2 separate regions of the Sus scrofa genome follow, and region 2 is linked to region 1. Evidence: chromatin contacts called from public Hi-C data. All regions are on one chromosome and are shown on one strand. The core of a region is the stretch at or near the end of the contact, and the rest is flanking DNA. Distances in the headings are between cores, read along the strand shown.

Region 1 (4,341 bases), core at 1,321-3,820:
GGCATAGGTTTCTGGGCCACATGGGGACCCTCTGGGCCAGGGATGGACCCATCTCAGAGCTGGGGTCTGAGGGAGAGAGGCCCGGGGTGGGTAGGGGCAACAGGATCCTCCAATTCCTTAAGGACTCTGGCGGGGGAGCACCCTCAGGACTCAGAAGTCCACGAAAGGCTGGGTCCTTGGGCACCCGGAAGGGTATTTCTGGGCACAGGAAATCCGGAGGGAATCTTTTGCAGTTTTTGCCGAAGGGCTCAGAACATACCCATAGGCTGTCTAAACCCCAGCCCACGGAGGCGCTTTCTCCCCAAGACACGCAAAATCAGCCAGAGTCTCGCTGTCCCAAGCCGCACCTGATTTATGAGACCTGCCCGTGCCAGGGAAACAGGCTCCCCAGCCAGTGTAGCCAGGTAACAGCATGACCTCAGCCAGATGGGAAGGCTCTGCCACCCTCCCCAGTCCTTATCGCCCTTCCCTGCGGTGCCCCATTGCTCCCTGCCAGTGAGAAGCCTGAGGACTGTCCCCTGGGCACTCAGTGTGAGGGAGAGGCCACTCTCTCCAGGGGAAGCCCTCATCCCGTAGGACGCATGCGTTTGGCAGAGGGAACACTGGGGTCTCTCACGTTCCCTGGTGATGCCCAGTACAGCCAGAGCCCCCAGAGCTGCCAGACTGACAGGAAGTACTTCTGCCCAGGCAGGTGCCAGGTAACCCAGGGGAAGTGGCGGGAACAGCCCCTGGGCTCAGGAGCTGGGAGAGCTTGGCTTCAGAACCAGTGCTGCCCTGAGCACTGTAAGAACTCTGATGAGAGCAGAAGGGAGGACAGAGGACTCTGGCAGGTGGAAATTTAGGCCACTTCCCTCCCAGGGACACCCAGAGAGTCTATTTGGATCCACTCATGCCCACCATTCCCATCAGCCTGGTCTGATCTCAGGGTCAGGGTCTGAACCCCCGGGGAGGTGGCCTGGCATCGGATGACGCCCAAGCTTTGTGGCCAGACAGATACGGGGTCCAGGCACCCCACCCCACCTCCCCCCCTCTCCCCCAGCCATGGAGCCTTGTGCTGCTCACTGCAGCCTCCTGAGTTCCACTCTTACCTGTCGACGGGCAGATGGGTCGTAGCAGTCTGTCTGATGTGCCTGGCACAGAGCTAGCTCAGAGCAGCTCTCAGCAGACCTGAGACCAGGAATCCGAGGATTCTCAGTCACTGAAAAACTCAGACACCACTCCCACCTCATCTTCCGGGCCCCTTCGAAGTTTGACGGGCATCACACCCTATTTATCTCCATGGCCTGGGACCCCGGTTGCTGCACAGACCCGAGTCAACCCCAGCACCCAGCGTTCACTCTCACTCACAAACAAGCCCACTCGGCCCATCTCAGGCTTCCAGATTCGCACTCACCTGGTCTGTCTCACACTCCCGCTTGCAGGTGCTCTGGGCGTCCACCCAGAGGTTGGGGTTCATGTCGTTGGGGCAGATGCCAGCATGAGAATACCGGATGGGTGGCAGTGCCAGGCCTCTCGGGGGTACCCCAAGCAGCAGCAGCAGCAGTGCTGCCACCTGCCCCCAGCAGTGCTGCCACCTGCCCCCAGCGGGGGACTGGCGGCGCCCCGGGGCCCACATGGTGCGGTCTGAGGCAGCCAGAGACCTCCCCTGAGACGAGGCCAGGGCGGGGGGGGCCCCCAGGGCCTTCTGCTCCTCGGGGGCTGCAGACACCTGCCCTGCCCACCCCAGCAGGCCTCCTCGCTGCTGCTGGGGCTGCGGCTGCCTCCACCCAGCCAGCGGAGCCCTCCAGGCTGTGCGGCCTCAGATAAAGGGAGCTCCCTCTCCGGGGGGTGCAGGAAGAGGAGCCGCACAGGGGCCCGAGCCTGGATTTATGTCCTGGGCGCGCCACCCGAGTGGGAGCGAGCTAACCTGACGCCTGTCACAGGCAGGCTGCTGGCTTCTCTGTCCTGTGGCTAATCACAGACTTGTTGCAGAAGAGGAAAAAAAAAGCTGGAAGCAGTTTAGGCGGCGTATCTGGCACGGTGGGACACCTGCTTGTTTTTGACTCCAGGAGGCCTTTAACCCCTTCGGGGGCCAGAAATGGCATGTGCTTTGGGGGGGAGCTGGCTCCGGGACACGCAAGCTCACTGTACGCAGAGGCTTGCTTCCCTTCCCCCCACCTCTCGCGGGCCCCCTCCTCCCCTTGGCCACCTCCGAAGAACACACACTCGCTTGTTACAAGGAGGGACCTGCCGCCGCAGGGTTAGCATCGCCGGCCTGATAGTACATCTGAGAGCAACTGACGTGGAAAAACAACAAGTTCACGGCCATTCCAGGGCGGGCCTGAGCAGCCTGTGCTGTGTAAGCCGACTCCCGCCCCGGCACCAGGTCCCTGGGTGGGGGGCGCGCGGACAGCTCCCTATCTCTCTGTCCCGGCCCGTTTGCGGCTCAAGTTCCAACTTCGATGAATTTTCCCCAAATCATTCCAGAGACACATACCAGATATGCTCCGGCTCCCCCGGCTCCGGGACGTATCACATTCCCGCTCCTCGACTGACACACTTGCAGCTCCAAGAGAATCTACGTGGTCACAGTGGCTCCGGACGGCACTGGGCAGCCGAGCCGCCTCGCTAGTGACCACGAAGGCTGCGCTCAGGGAGTGCCGGTCAGCTCTCAGGGCCCCCACTCTACGGAGAAGAAAGTCACCTCTTGGGAGCAGCGGGAGGACTATGCATTGCTGATATTTCCTGGGGTTGTAACATGTGCCAGGCTGTGTGCATCGTCTCAGTTCATCCTCACGACAAATGCTACCTTCATTTTAGATTTGAGGAAAAGACACACAGAGAGGCTAAGCCACTTGCCCCATGTCACACAGCTACACAACCCTACGATTAATGCAGGCACCCCAGCTAGCGGGGCCTTTGCAAAGCACCCCTCCCCAGCCAGCTATCAAAACTGCCATCAAGGCGCAGCCCCAGCTCTGGCCTTTACAGGCCGGATACAAAATTTGGGCAACATCAAGGGCTATATTTGTCAAGGAGCCAGGTGAAGAGCCAGAAGCTGCCGGGGGGGTGGGGGCGATTTCTCTCCCATGTGGCAGGAAATGGCTCATATCCAAAGTGCCAAGAAAAGTGAGTGGGATGTGGCTTTGTGTTGGTCACTCCATCCCCAGGGGTTGAGGGGTGGTGGGGAGACAGCTCCCTGGAAGAGAGAGGTACCTTTTCAAGGCCAGACGGCAAAGGGCTGGGGGAGCTGCTGTCGTCCAGGAACATAAAATCATTTCACAGACAGGGACACTGAGTGCTGAGCCCAGGCCCACTCTCCGCTTGGGGCTAGACTTCAGCCTCCGGTTGGCCTGTGAAAGGGCAGCGCCCCTCTCTCCAGCCTGCAGCCTTGGCCTCTTCCTCGCAGGCGGTGTGTTGCCTCCTTCCCGCCTGAGCCAATTCCTTCCTGTCGTGTGGGTCCTTCTGCAAGATCTGTCTTTTCTGCTTCTGTCAAAGAGCTAATGAAGGGTGTCAGATCCTAATCCCCTAAATTATTGGAATAAACTTCCCTCCGAGGCCGATCCCAGTAATGAAGCCAGACAGCGGGCGACGCCGGCTGCTTTGAATTCCCTGTAATTTCATAAACCCATGTTCCAGCTGCTCAGAGCCGGGCCTCTGCACAGTGCTAGATGAACGCGGGGTGTGCAGCCTCCTTTGATAGCATAAAGGGAAATGGACAGTGACACATTTCTGAGCAGCACTTAGAAAAATTGTCACAGCCCCATGGCTGGAGGACAAGTATCCGGGGAGAGGAGGTTGATTTCTGGGGAGTCGCTTGGGACCCCTGAGGGGGGAGCGGGGAGGGGCACAGAGCAGGGGGAGGGGTGGTGGGAAAAGCAGAGATGCTCGTCCATCCCGCCCCCTGCTCCTCCGCCCGCTCTGTCCTGTGGAGAGGGAGCCGTGGGCCTCTCCCTGGCCGGGCCCCACTCCTGGCCATTCTGCTGAGAACTCTCAAAACAGCACTGGGGAAGAAGGGGCCCTACAACGCTCTCCCTCTCAGCCCTTCCAAGTCTCCCACCAAAACACAGCTCAGAATAATAAATAACATCTGATCAGGGCTTGGCGCCCACACAGCGCTTTCACCCACTGCGTCATGCTGACCCTCACGCCAGCCCCAGAGGGAGCTCAGGGTGGACGGGAGGAAATCGAGTCACAGAACAGCTAAGTGGGCTGCTCGGGGTCCTGGGGCTCACGGATCTCCCCTCCCTGACCCCTGTCCTGGGCTCTTCACACACACACACACACCACCCCCCGGGCCAGCTTCCGGCCCCTCCAAAAGGCCCCCGCTGGCCGCCCCACCAGCCCAGCTTGTTTATAAGC
Region 2 (4,341 bases), core at 807-3,306, 320 kb before region 1:
TTTATGGAACACTTTATCTTTAATGGCAAAAGCTGTCCTCCAAAGCAGGACATTATTACTGCCTGACAAAGGGATTTAGTAAATCAATGGTTCAGATGATGAGGCTCCTGGAGGAGAAAATTGTTATTATTTAGGGAATCGTCTTAATCCATGCGTCTCTTACACATGCCTCTATAATGCTGCTCTGACATCTGCCTCCACTGCAATCAGATGGCTGCCAAATGAGCCGCCTCCACCCTTTGCTGATCTCTCAGGGCACAATGCATCTGGGGAGTGGGGATGAGATTGTGAGAGCTAGTTGCAAGGGGTGGAGTATTGGAGGAGGTCATGGAGAGAATACGTCCCCAGGCAACTAGAGGCTCCTCACCTCTGTTTTTGAAAGGTACACTCTGCCTACTGTCCCCATAGTAGGGGCTGTTCGAAGGACAAAACATAGCCTTGAGAGAGTAAAGTGTTGTTGAGACCATCTGGACTGAATAGATGACTAAACCCATTTAAAGACTCTATGCATAACTTTTAAAATTCTGGTAGGTGACAGCAGCCACCTCAAGCTCCCTTGGTCATTATAACTGCCACCTATAATCTGGAGTGGTCTGCCTTTCTTCAGTCTCTCCTTGCCTTTGTGTGCAGAAGCCAGTTTTTTGTTTTTGTTTTTATTTTTAGGGCTGTACCCACCCTTCTAGCATACAGAAAGGCTAGAGGTAGAATCAGAGTGCAGCTGCAGGCCTACACCACAGCCACAGCCACACCAGATCCACGCTGCATCTGTGACCTACGCTGCAGCTTGTGGCAATGTGTATCCTTAACCCACTGAGTGAGGCCAGGGATCGAACCTGCATCCTTACAGACACTAGTCGGCTTCTTAAGCCACTGAGCCACAATGGGGACTAACATAAGCATCTACTGGGTACCCAATACTATGGCAGAACTGAGACAAGAAGTATTAAGAGAAAAAGAAAAGAATATCTTTCTGGATTATCCAGATGAGGGAAACTACAGTGATAATATGTGAGTGATGTCTAAAACAAGGCAGTATGAAATACAGTTTGACCTACTACCTCAGCATGCTATAACAGGAAGGAGTTTAGAGATTATTTCATTACAATCTTTTCTTTTACAAATGAGGAAACACATCTGGAGTACCAGAAGGAGGGTCACAATCCAGATTTCCCAACCCTCTGCAGCTTATGCTACATCACAAGATTAATGAATATTCTGACTAACCAATAAATGGTGGATTGTGGGAGAACTGTAGCCATGAGTAATATCTGTTGGAAGAAAGCCTAGAGACCACCTACTTCAGACTCTTCCTTTTACAGATAAGAAGTCTCAACTCAGGACCTGCTCTGCCTCCACAAGATGACAAAGGAGTCCCCTCACCTTGAAAGACAATCCCTATGTGGATAGCAGCACCACCTCCTGGCTCTACCTTCCTATAATTTAGTTGGCCTTTTATTACAACACCTTAACAATATATGTGAATTTTCTGTTTATTTCTCACAGGCCTGCCCCTGAATACAGAGATGATTTACTTCCCTAGTACCTAGTTACAGAGCCTAGTACTCAATAAGAGCAAAGAAAATGTCTTAAATGATAACCGCCCTGCACCTCCAAGAAAAAGAGACAAGGCCCAAGAACTGGCGGAGAACTCCTAATAGAAGCTACAGACAAGCATGAATTCCCTAGGAGAACATGGGGCTAAAGAGCCACAAACAGCAGTCCCTATACGTGTTCCCCACACCCACTCTTGATACATATCTGTCATTCATTCAGTAAGCACTGAGCACTGCACTCGATATAAACAAATAAGGCACAACCCTTACAGTCACGGACTGATGGGAAAAGCAGCCACGGACAAAGCCGAGTCCACGTGGCGCGGGACGTGAGCTGACAGGTTTGCACCTGTCAATGGGTGCGTCCCTCCCACCCGATCCCCCTGGCCACTTCTCCGAGTGGAACTTACCCGACCTCTTCACCTCCCCCTCCCTGGACCCCACTCTTCTCCCTTTTCTCTCAGGACCTCGAACCCTTCTCACCCCTCCGGGCACTTGGGCTTCAACTCCGTCGCCTGTCACCCGCACCGGAAACACGCCCCAGCTCCTCGTGGTTCCTAGCACCCGCTCGCGCGGAACGCTTCTGCGCATAATCGGCTGCAGGAGAGCCCATTTTGCAGAACACCACTCGCCTACGCTTCCTCCCGACAGTCGGATATCGTTCAAGGGAGCAACTTCCTGAAGTTCAACTTCCGGTACGGCTTCTCCCTATTCTTCTCGCACGCTGCAGCCATCTTTTTTTTCCCTTTAAGATCTGTGACTCACTTCCTTCTTTCGCGAGCAAACTGGCTTCCCGAGAGGTGGCGCTCACACTTTGCGTGAAAACTGAACTAGCGCCTGACCTAGAAGTAGTCAGTGTCCTCGTTTTACATTTGCTCATTCTTTCCAGCCTGTCAAGCAAATTATTTATTGAGTACCTTCTATGTGTCAGATATTGTTTCAGAGTCTGGGGTATAGCAGTAAACTTTCTTGGAACTTCTCGTGGGGTTGGGAATAAAGACAAACAATAAACAAATGAGCAAATTAACATGTAATATATCATAGTATGTAAATATTACTGAGAAAAAGCACAGCGAGGGGGTAGGGTAAAGGAGTACTTTAAATGTTGACTGGTGTGCTCTCTCAGGGGGTGACAGTAGAATAGACCTGCTGAAGTCAGATTACCTGAGAGCCAGTGGACATTAAGTGCTAGAAAATGCAACTGGAGAGCAGCAAGATTATGATGTGGTGGGAAGCCATTGGAGAATTTTGAGCAGGGCATGATATCATCTGATACATTTAAAAAAAAAAATCATTGCCTGCTGCAGGAGGAATGGCTGTGGTAAAGTACAGGATAGAATCAGGAGCCTTTTCAAAAAATGTGCTGGAGCACCTATAGGCAGAAAGAAAGTAAGAAGAAAGGAAGGAAGGAAAGAAAAAACCTCCACCTAAACCTCCCACTTTGAAAGAAAATCACTCCAGAGGGATTATAGATTTGTAAGTGTAAAACTATGTGGATAGGAGTTCCCTTGTAGCACAGCAGGTTAAGGATACAGCATTGTCACTGCAGCAGATTGGGTAGCTGCGGTGGCATGGATTTGATCCCGAGCTCAGAGAACTTCCACATGCCCCGGGTGCAACCCAAAAACCCCCAAAACAAAACAGGTGGCGGCTCAGAGAATTACAAACCTAACTAGTATCCATGAGGATATGGGTTCAATCCCTATCCTGGCTCAGTGGGTTAAGGATCCAGCATTGCCGTGAACTGTGGTGTAGGTGACAGACACAGCTCAGATCTGGCTTGGCCTTGGCTGTGGCTGTGACTGTGGTGTAGGCCAGCAGCTGCAGCTCTGATTCAACCACAAGCGTGGGAACTTACATATGCCGAAGGTGTAGCCCTAAAAAGCAAAAAAACAAAACAAAACAAAAAAACTATGCCTGCCATTTCAGTAAACAAAGAATATGGCCTGTCATCAAGCCATCAGCCACTGCAGCCTCCCCAAAGGTGCACCCTGAAGAGAAAAATAGTATACTGGCCCTAGATAAAGATGCATGTCAAAGGAATAATTTCTTTCTTTCTTCTTCTTTTTTTTTTTTTTTTTTTTTTTTTGGTTAGGGTCACACCTGCAGCATATGGAAGTTCCCAGGCTACGAGTCAAATCAGAGATGCAGCTGCTGGCCTAAGCCACAGCCACAGCAACTTGGGATCCAAGCTGAGTCTGTCTTCAACCTACATGACAGCTCTTGGCAACGTCAGATCCTTAACCCATTAAGTAAGGCCAGGGATCAAAACTGCTTACTCATGGTTTCTAGTCAGGTTCGTTACTGCTGAGCCACAACAGGAAATCCTCAAAGGAATAATTTCAATGAGCATTTTGATTGTTGTTGTGTTCTCAATGCATATGCATCTACGTTTTGAAATTAGCAATAATCTTTTGATGTTCCACTAACATTTTTTTTCAGCCATGCCCAGGGCATGTTGAGGTTCCTAGGCCAGGGATGGAGCCCAAGCCACAGTAGCAACTTGAACTGCTGCAATGATAATGCTGGATCCTTAATCTACTGTGCCGCAAGGGAACTCCACTAACATGTTTTATGGTTTGTTTGTTTGTTTTCTCAGTAAAATCTGAATATCCTGACTTCTCTCTTACTTCTTTGGAACAGTTCCTTAGAGCTATCTGAGAGTCTGTCTCCCAAGCTATAGTCATAGAAAGGTCACCAAATAAAACATAATTCACAACTTTTAGGTTGTACCTTTTTTTTTTTTCAATCAAACTACAAAAAGTTTAGAAAAAGAAAACATGGTGGA

Evidence for each region. Hi-C and Micro-C count contacts between places; a contact is called where the count stands out from the background.
Region 2: a contact with region 1 is called in a Hi-C map of epiblast stem cells, with 1.8 times the contacts expected there. The contact joins the promoter of NME1 here to the promoter of WFIKKN2 in region 1. A contact is called at or near these places in 5 of 47 Hi-C or Micro-C datasets (embryonic fibroblasts, epiblast stem cells, fetal heart ventricle and 1 more).

Annotation. Positions count from the first base shown.
Region 1 is chr12:27,091,470-27,095,810 of Sscrofa11.1, reverse strand. It overlaps WFIKKN2 (WAP, Kazal, immunoglobulin, Kunitz and NTR domain-containing protein 2), which reads right to left and starts at 2,570. Exons shown (of 2, transcript XM_013981059.2): 1 at 2,477-2,570.
Region 2 is chr12:27,414,152-27,418,492 of Sscrofa11.1, reverse strand. NME1 (NME/NM23 nucleoside diphosphate kinase 1) reads right to left here and starts at 2,056. Exons shown (of 5, transcript NM_001204759.1): 1 at 1,964-2,056.